2 separate regions of the Zea mays genome follow, and region 1 is linked to region 2. A link is a contact called in public Hi-C data. All regions are on one chromosome and are shown on one strand. The core of a region is the stretch at or near the end of the contact, and the rest is flanking DNA. Distances in the headings are between cores, read along the strand shown.

Region 1 (4,059 bases), core at 1,485-3,984, 540 kb after region 2:
CATGACTTGTGGGTAAAGATACGCAACCTCTGCAGAGTGTAAAACTGGTGTACTAGTTGTGCTAATGATCATGAGCAGCTCGGACCCTCACATGATTAATCTATGAAATTAAAGCTCAATTTGTCATTTGCATCGCATTGGGATTATTTTATTATTACTTTTACATATTATTACTAATGTTTGGTATTTACTTATACTTAGTAATTGCTAATAAAATGTTGACCAACTTATTAAAAGCAATGCTCAACTTTAACCTCTACTGTTGATCAGCTTTACACATCACATGAACTTCCACCTTTGGTGAGTTCATGCACATTATTCTCTATAACTTGTTGAGCTATGATCATGTGTGAGATTACCCTTGTTGTCTCACACCCCCCATAGGAGAAGTACAGGTGGTTCAAGAGGAGCCACGCATCGAGGAGTTCGATTTGCTCTAGGTGGCGTCTCCTAGTTGACTTTCTGGCGCCAAGTATGGATTTTTTAGATTCTTTTATATTTATCTTTTATTTTGTAAGACTTTCGCTATGTAATAAATACTCTGATTATTGTGACATTTATCTCTATACACTCTGTTGTTATATATGTGGTCTTTTTTGCCGCATGTATGAGATGCACCCGGCTTTGTCCCTTAAAACCCGGGTGTGACACTCACCCCATAAAATTGAGATAGACTTATATATAAACTTTGAAAAGTTAAGGAATGTCACATTCTAAAAAATAGCCTACTACATTAGTTAGATTCCAATTCCTCAAAACGAAGGAAAATAAATGGGCCCTAAAAGAATTCTAGAGATAGATTGTGTTACGAAAAGTCAAAATAAAAATTTTTGGAGATTGTGAAAAAATCTTTATAAACTTTAAACATATTAGATTTAGCTTTAAAAAAATAGAAATATCTAGGGAATAAAAATAAAAATCTTAATATATCCTAATTATTGTATAAACATGTTTAAAACTTTGCACAGGAAAAATATGAGATCCAACCGTCATGAATGCAACATCCATTAATGTTGAATACTATGCATCTGTGCTAGTTACAAATTATGTTTTTTTCCCAAAAAAGTCTAACATGTTTACATAGCATTGGCAGCGGGCTTTGGAGCCTTTCTCCGACCGCACCAGATTGCCCGATGAAAGGTTTCCGAAAATTCTTTGCAGACAAAGTGTCCTGCAGGTGGACGCCGAGACCAGTGGCCCACGTAAGGCCCAAGCCCACCACGTTGTCGACTCCACCTGAGAAGTCCTACTAGGGTTCCGCATTCCCCCTCACCTATATATACCGTCAGCCGCCGCCGTCCTCCCAATCCCCTCCCCACATCGGGAACCGCCGCCGACGCCGCAGGAGGAGACGCATCGAGGTTAGCACGCGAAGAAGCGACCATGAGGGCCAAGGTATTCTCCCTGCTTTCCTACTCCTCGCGCACACTATCTCGTCGATTAGATCCGTGTGGCGTAGCAACTCCTTCCCACGAGTAGCTAGCTCCCAACTCGGTCCGTCCATGTCCCGGGGCTGTGATTACAAAGAGAGAGGCTCGAGTGGCGCGATTCTGGGAGGAATCGTTTCTGGGACGGTGGATCACGCCGTGCGTGCGTGGCGCCCCTCGGCGCAGCAGCCGGGTCTGGATCGTTTGCGTGGAACGCGAGGTGCCGCCCTGCGCGAGCCGAGCCAGATCGTCTCGCGCGGGCTTGGTATCTCGTGTTCCGTGGCTCGGTTCCGCACGGTCCAGCCGCTGCGGACTGTGAGGCGTCGCGTGCTTCCGGCGCCACCGCCGTCTGCTAGGGTTCTTCCCCGGCCACGGTGAAGGTTTCTTTAACGCATACACTTGATATGAGCCCCGTGGACGATGGCTTAAGTCACTGCCGATGAAATCTAGCCAGCAACTGATGAAATATGCAATTGTCTTCATTCAATATGCTTTGCTGGTTACGGCTAGTAATACCAGTCAGCTAGACGACGCTCACATATCCCTCAAGGTGTTCGTTATCTCCCGTTTAGCTCCTCTTGGCTTGAAGCACAAAACGTTTCCATGTTGCTAGACACTTGTGTAAACATAATGTTTTGTAGTTAGTTGAGACTTTTGAATCGTGCGAGACAAGATATTTTCTCTTGAATTGTCGTTATTTTGTTGCTCTGTTAACTGACCATTATTCTCGTACAAGATAGTCCTCTTCTATTGCACATCTGTTAGATGTATTCATGTCTATGTTTTTCTATTATTATTTGAACTTATCTGTAAGTTGTATGACGAGACGAACTCTTGTTTTTGCACTCTGGTTCTGTTGTCAGTCAACTTAAGATATTCTCTTATAAGAACGGTCCTGTTTTGCATTTTATTGTGTAAGTGGTTCTTTTATTTTTCCTGTTATCTAAAGCGATACGTTCTCCTGTGTCAATCATCAGTGGAAGAAGAAGCGCATGAGGAGGCTCAAGAGGAAGCGCAGAAAGATGAGGCAGAGATCCAAGTAGGCAGATCGAGATGGATTGTGGACCTGATGACATGCGTGGGTACATACATTTCTTCGGATGCGTTGGTGTGCCTGTGGAGAGATGTCAACCTGCCATGGTGTCACGGTCCGCCATCAGTTGAACGTCTTGCCTGCACTTCAGTAGGCCACTTTTCATGGTTCTAGTTGTATTTGAATCCAGCGTTTGCCACTAAGATAAATCAGACAGTCGTTTTGTGAACCTATTATGATGGAGCTTTATTTGCTGATAATATCTAGCTACCTATTTGAGCTGAGTGATCCCTGCACTTCATTATGGTTGGCAACTATGTTTCTTAACCATATCAATATCTTTGTTTTGAGAAACATTGTCTAGTTATACCATTCTAAACTTTCTTATTAGAAAAAGCTAACCATAAAAGCTACGGGTATCTAACTTTCTTATTAGAAAAGGTAACCATAAAAACTACGGGTATCTAGCGTACGTTTGTGAGGGCTTTATTTCAAGAATTTCAGTTTTAGTTTTCTAGCTTTACTATAAAACAACTCCAACAATTATTGAAGTGGGTTCGAGATGTGTTTGGTTTACACATGGACTCTAGCTTTTGTAATATAATTGATTTGTGTAAGTTTTCTGGATTACCTTTGATGATTAGTGGGTTGTCACGATAAAACCTAAGCAATGCATTGTGTAATTGGTGACATGGTGGGTAATTCTCATGCAACTTCATAAGGAGATATAGAAACTATTTTTGAAGCACCCTGACCTCTAGTTTTTTTAAAGCCATAGCTTGTGAAGCTAGACCAATTTAGATGGAAGAACTTGGAACAAACATGAAATTTGTGAAGTGAAGCCCTTTCAAAAAGGACCCTAATCTAGAATATATGGTTTTGAAGAAATACAATTAAACATCTTGACGTAAAATACTGTAGTATTGCATGGTACTCCATTCGTTTTAAATAGGCCAAGAGTAATAGATCTCTCATATAAACATAACCACATGCATCCCTAATGTAAACCATAACAATATTAATTTATAAAGCTTAGTAATTTAAACATGCTTAGCCGCTTGTGCTTGAGTTGATGCTTTCAACTCAATGTATATGACAAAAGGTGTATTCAACAAGTGAGAGAACAATATTCTTTTTACATATTTTTTCTCATCTTCAGGGGCAATAAGGTCATCTTCAGCAGATTCCCATCCCCTATCTCATCTAGGGATGAAAATGGGACAGGAAAATCCCGCCCCATTCCGAATACCGTTTTTCCTGTTCGTTTTTGAATTGTTCAGGAACTGACCAGAAACGGCACGAAAATCCTGCACTGTCCCTTTCCAAATACCGCTTTTCTTGTTCGTTTTCGAATTGTTCGGGAACTGATTTGAAACAGTACGAAAACGATATGGCTAGTTTTCCCCCTGTTTTCGTATTTTCCGTTTTCGAGTTATGATGATACCGTTTTTTACCCTTCTATATAATATGCTATACATCTAGCGTATAATTTATGCAAGTTACATACTTTTGGTTGTGTTCAAGTGAATGAAGAAGAGAAAAACAAAAGTTTTAATTAATCTAAATAATATGAAGATGAAGAAGAGTTGTTTGTATATT
Region 2 (3,755 bases), core at 1,239-3,738:
CTACTACCCCTGTCATATCAGACTGACAAAGTATATTGGCCAAAGTTAATGAGAAGCTATATGCTCTACCACATAATTCATAGGTATTAAATGAAAAAGGGTCAAGATATTGGAACAATAAACAGTGATTGGCTGATTGCCAGTAACTACAAATGCTTGCCCTCAATAATGAGTTCCAGAATTTGACAAGCAACAGATTATATGTAAATTATGATGCTGACCTTTTTAAGACACATCATGGTTCAAAGAAACATATATAATGTAAAGGGGTGGCCAATCTTTGTGAGGGCATGAGATCACTACAATAACTTTACATTTTCCTTTAAAAAAAATCAATAAAAGCAATGCCAATCAAGAAGATGTGGTTTATGCAGTAATAAGTACTTGGTAAACAAAGCACAAAAGGAAGTGTTTCAGAACCTACCACAGTATCTGAATCGTCATCAGAAATACTTTTCAGATAGGCATATCCAGCAGAAAGGCTGAGAACAGATTGAACGGAAATATATAGTCCAGGGACATTGAAGGTTTCGAACATTATTTCTCCTGTACATTCACGACTTTCAGGTGTACTGACAGGACTATCTGTAAGAAGGAAATAATGCTCTTCGGGATTGCAACGTAGATAATTGAAAATACATTGCTGCCAAAATCTCTCCATTGTATCCCAGTCATGAACCTGCAAAACAGTAAGGCATATGAAGGTAGAACACAAATGAAGGACAACATCACTAAAAGAAAATGTATATACTACCTGACCATGACGGATTGGCCTTCTTAAAGTGTACAGCCCACTAGACCTAAGCCGCGATAAAGCCTCATCTCCAATAAAAAAGTCAAGATCAGCCATGATGCCTGCATTATACTGTGCTATCCAGTTTGCACTACTCAACAGCTCTGTCTGGTCTAGAAAAGATTCATTCGCAGCTACTACAGTGGGGAGAGTGAAAGACGGCTCCGAGTTCCCAGAAAATCCAAGTTTGCTATACCTAAACATAAGAGTATAAAATATTGTAAGAAGAAAAAATGGTCATAGTCACAAACTCATAGTAGGGGGGAAAGCTGTAAGTCATGCTATCAGGAAAACAAACTAGAAGCAGAGAAATCAAAGCAATTCAGATCAATGGAAACTGTTTATATCCTATAAGAAGACCCATTGTGTGGCAGCTATTACTTTAGGATCTGTTCGACTTTGTAAGTTGCTCATAGAAAAATGTGGAATCTTGACATGATCACATGACAATGATGGGGGTGTTTGGTTCAGTTTTTTTCTGACGAACTTTTCTGAGAATCTGGCTGTGGGGAGAATCCGACTATCGTGAAGGTTACGTGCGGAAAAAGATGAAAGGGTTCATAGGGTTTAGGATCTATAAAGTGACGGATTCCTACTATCATGACGACTCATCTGATTATGTGTTCACATCGATTTTAGGTGGTTTTCACCAAAGCGGTTTTCATAGAAGCGGGCTGAAAAGCTAGACGTTCGGCAGATCTTCTGACGGCCAAAAGCTGGAAAAAAAACTGAAACAAACCCCCAAGATGTGAATAGACCCAGCATTGAATACTTATGCCTTATCTTGAGAGTAAAAAAGAAAATAAAAAGTCACCGTGGAATCTGCGTTGAAGATAGATATGCACCATAAAGTACAGCAGAAGCAGGACAGAGAGAGAGTTTCACATTTTACTTGGAGAGAAACTGAGTAGCAGTCCAGACTAAAATAAAGGTTCTCTGACCTCTCTCCAGTCTCCACATTACAAAGCAATCCCTAACTCTTCCCCTTACACTGCACCTGCACGGATTTATCCCGACTGCACGACAGCACAACCAAAAAGAGCAGAACAGGCAGCTTGGATTGGGTACTGTCTCCCAATCTCAGCCGACGATCCAGACTTCCACATGGAGTTGTCCTAACCTAACCAGTGCCTCCAAACTGTACAACGAGAATGTCCGACCACAAACCAAGCCACGGGCCCCATCCCCTGGCACGGGCACCCATTTCAGGAGCCAACCGCGCGCGCATGGCCGAAAGCCCGGCGAGAACCACCGAGCATACGGGGGGATCGCGCGGCGATAAAAGCAGTAGTGGCGCCAGCGAAATGCTGAGGAAGAGAGGGGGAGGGATCGGGGTTACCCTGTGCCGTTGTCGATGACGATGGCCGGGCGTGCGGTGGCGTCCATGGCTGGCAGGTCCGCCGAGTCCCCACCGGATCATGCCTCCGCTGCCGCCGACGTCGCCGGAGGGGCCGGAATGCGGAGCATCGGGGTCCGCCGCGATCGAGGCCTCGCTCCCCTGGGGCGCCCGATTTGAGACGAGCCGAGGCGGGCGGGCGTGGGCGGCCGGCGGCGGGCTAGGGTCAGGCCGATTGATTAGGGATCGGAGGCGGGGCGAGCGGGCGGGCGGTGCGCGGCGCGTGGGTGTGGCGATGGGGAGGAGACCTCACGAGTTGATTTGGTTGACGAGGGAAGCGGGAAGGAAGGAACCAGCCAGACCCAGCCACCCAGGTGTGAAGTGGGTTCCTGCCTGCCTGCTGTGCCGCGTGCCTGGGTTTGCGAAGTCAAGTGGGTTGGGGTGGGGGCGCACTCACTCCTATCCCGGGCCCACCTGGCAGCAACGGTCTTCTGGCCACGGGCCCACGGCGCGGCAGTGATGGAGTGCTTATACTTGCTCGAAGCTTGATTGCTTGCTTCTCTAATCTCCAGTCAAGTGCTTTGAAACTTGAGAGTCTTGACGAAACTGCACGTAAGATAACTAGATAAGCAGGCTTCTGAGTTCATCTAAGCTCTGATCCTGAATATTTTATCATAAAAAGACCGTGTTATTCAAGCATGACTAGCTTATAGATAGACTAGCTAGCATGAACATTACTTTAGAAAATGAGAGGGATAAAACAATTAAAATAGAAAAAACTCATTGCTAAAGTATTCATATGAATAAAAAATGTCTACTCTATATTATTACTTGTTCACCTGAAGAGCTGAAATTGATTCATAGAGTTTAGGGTTGCTCATAAGAACTTGCCAAAATGACATGTTTATCACATTTCTAATGGAAAAAATCTAAAACTAGTTCAATCTCATCATTTGGGTTAGGTGATCAATTTGACCCTTATGATGTAGGAAAGAAGCACTTATCCACCTCTTGTGATGATTTAATAGATGTCTCATTCTTCACAGATAGATGTTTGTTCTTTTTCTATGTTATGTAAGACTAACCTTTTTGAAGGAGAATAATGAACTCAAAAACAAGTGGAGAATTTGAACAACAAAATTGAGAGGTGCTACAACACCTAAAGTTACATTTGAGCATATGTTGAAGAATTAAAGAAGATATGGTGACATAAGTTGCATTGGCTTAATAGTTCTTGCCCTCAGTCGAGAAATTCAGGAGGAATTGGCTTAGATGAGTTTTCATGAGAAAATCCAAAGAGTTGCATAGAATTGAACTATCACCTCATCGTTCAATCATACTTGAAGCACATAATGGTCTTACAACCCTTAGGAGCTAGCATAGTTAAAGCTTGGATGAAGGGTTCACCACTTAGAGCAATGCAATCATCCCAATCAATGTATTGATGCCTAAAAAACCATGTTACTCTTGTGACCAAACATGCTCAATCATATTCGTAATGTATGGTGCATGAACGATGCTCTTTTGATGATTCCTGCATTCCGATATTCCAGTCCAAATCAAATATCAGTCATGAAAAATCCCTCATCACTTGGACCGAAACAATCAAGAGCAAGCTTGAGGTGT

The links. Hi-C and Micro-C count contacts between places; a contact is called where the count stands out from the background.
Region 1: a contact with region 2 is called in a Hi-C map of ear, with 2.3 times the contacts expected there. The contact joins the promoter of LOC118472154 here to the promoter of LOC100281262 in region 2. A contact is called at or near these places in 2 of 25 Hi-C or Micro-C datasets (ear and tassel).

The regions. Positions count from the first base shown.
Region 1 is chr6:14,299,168-14,303,226 of Zm-B73-REFERENCE-NAM-5.0, forward strand. It overlaps LOC118472154, which reads right to left and starts at 2,735. Exons shown (of 1, transcript XM_035959868.1): 1 at 1,328-2,735. The coding sequence starts at 1,910. The coding sequence ends at 1,413. It overlaps LOC100192796 (a long non-coding RNA gene), which reads left to right and starts at 1,306. Exons shown (of 2, transcript NR_160031.1): 1 at 1,306-1,395; 2 at 2,405-2,742.
Region 2 is chr6:13,759,542-13,763,296 of Zm-B73-REFERENCE-NAM-5.0, forward strand. It overlaps LOC100281262, which reads right to left and starts at 2,489. Exons shown (of 9, transcript NM_001154181.2): 1 at 2,133-2,489; 2 at 755-989; 3 at 425-679; 4 at 1-22. The coding sequence starts at 2,179.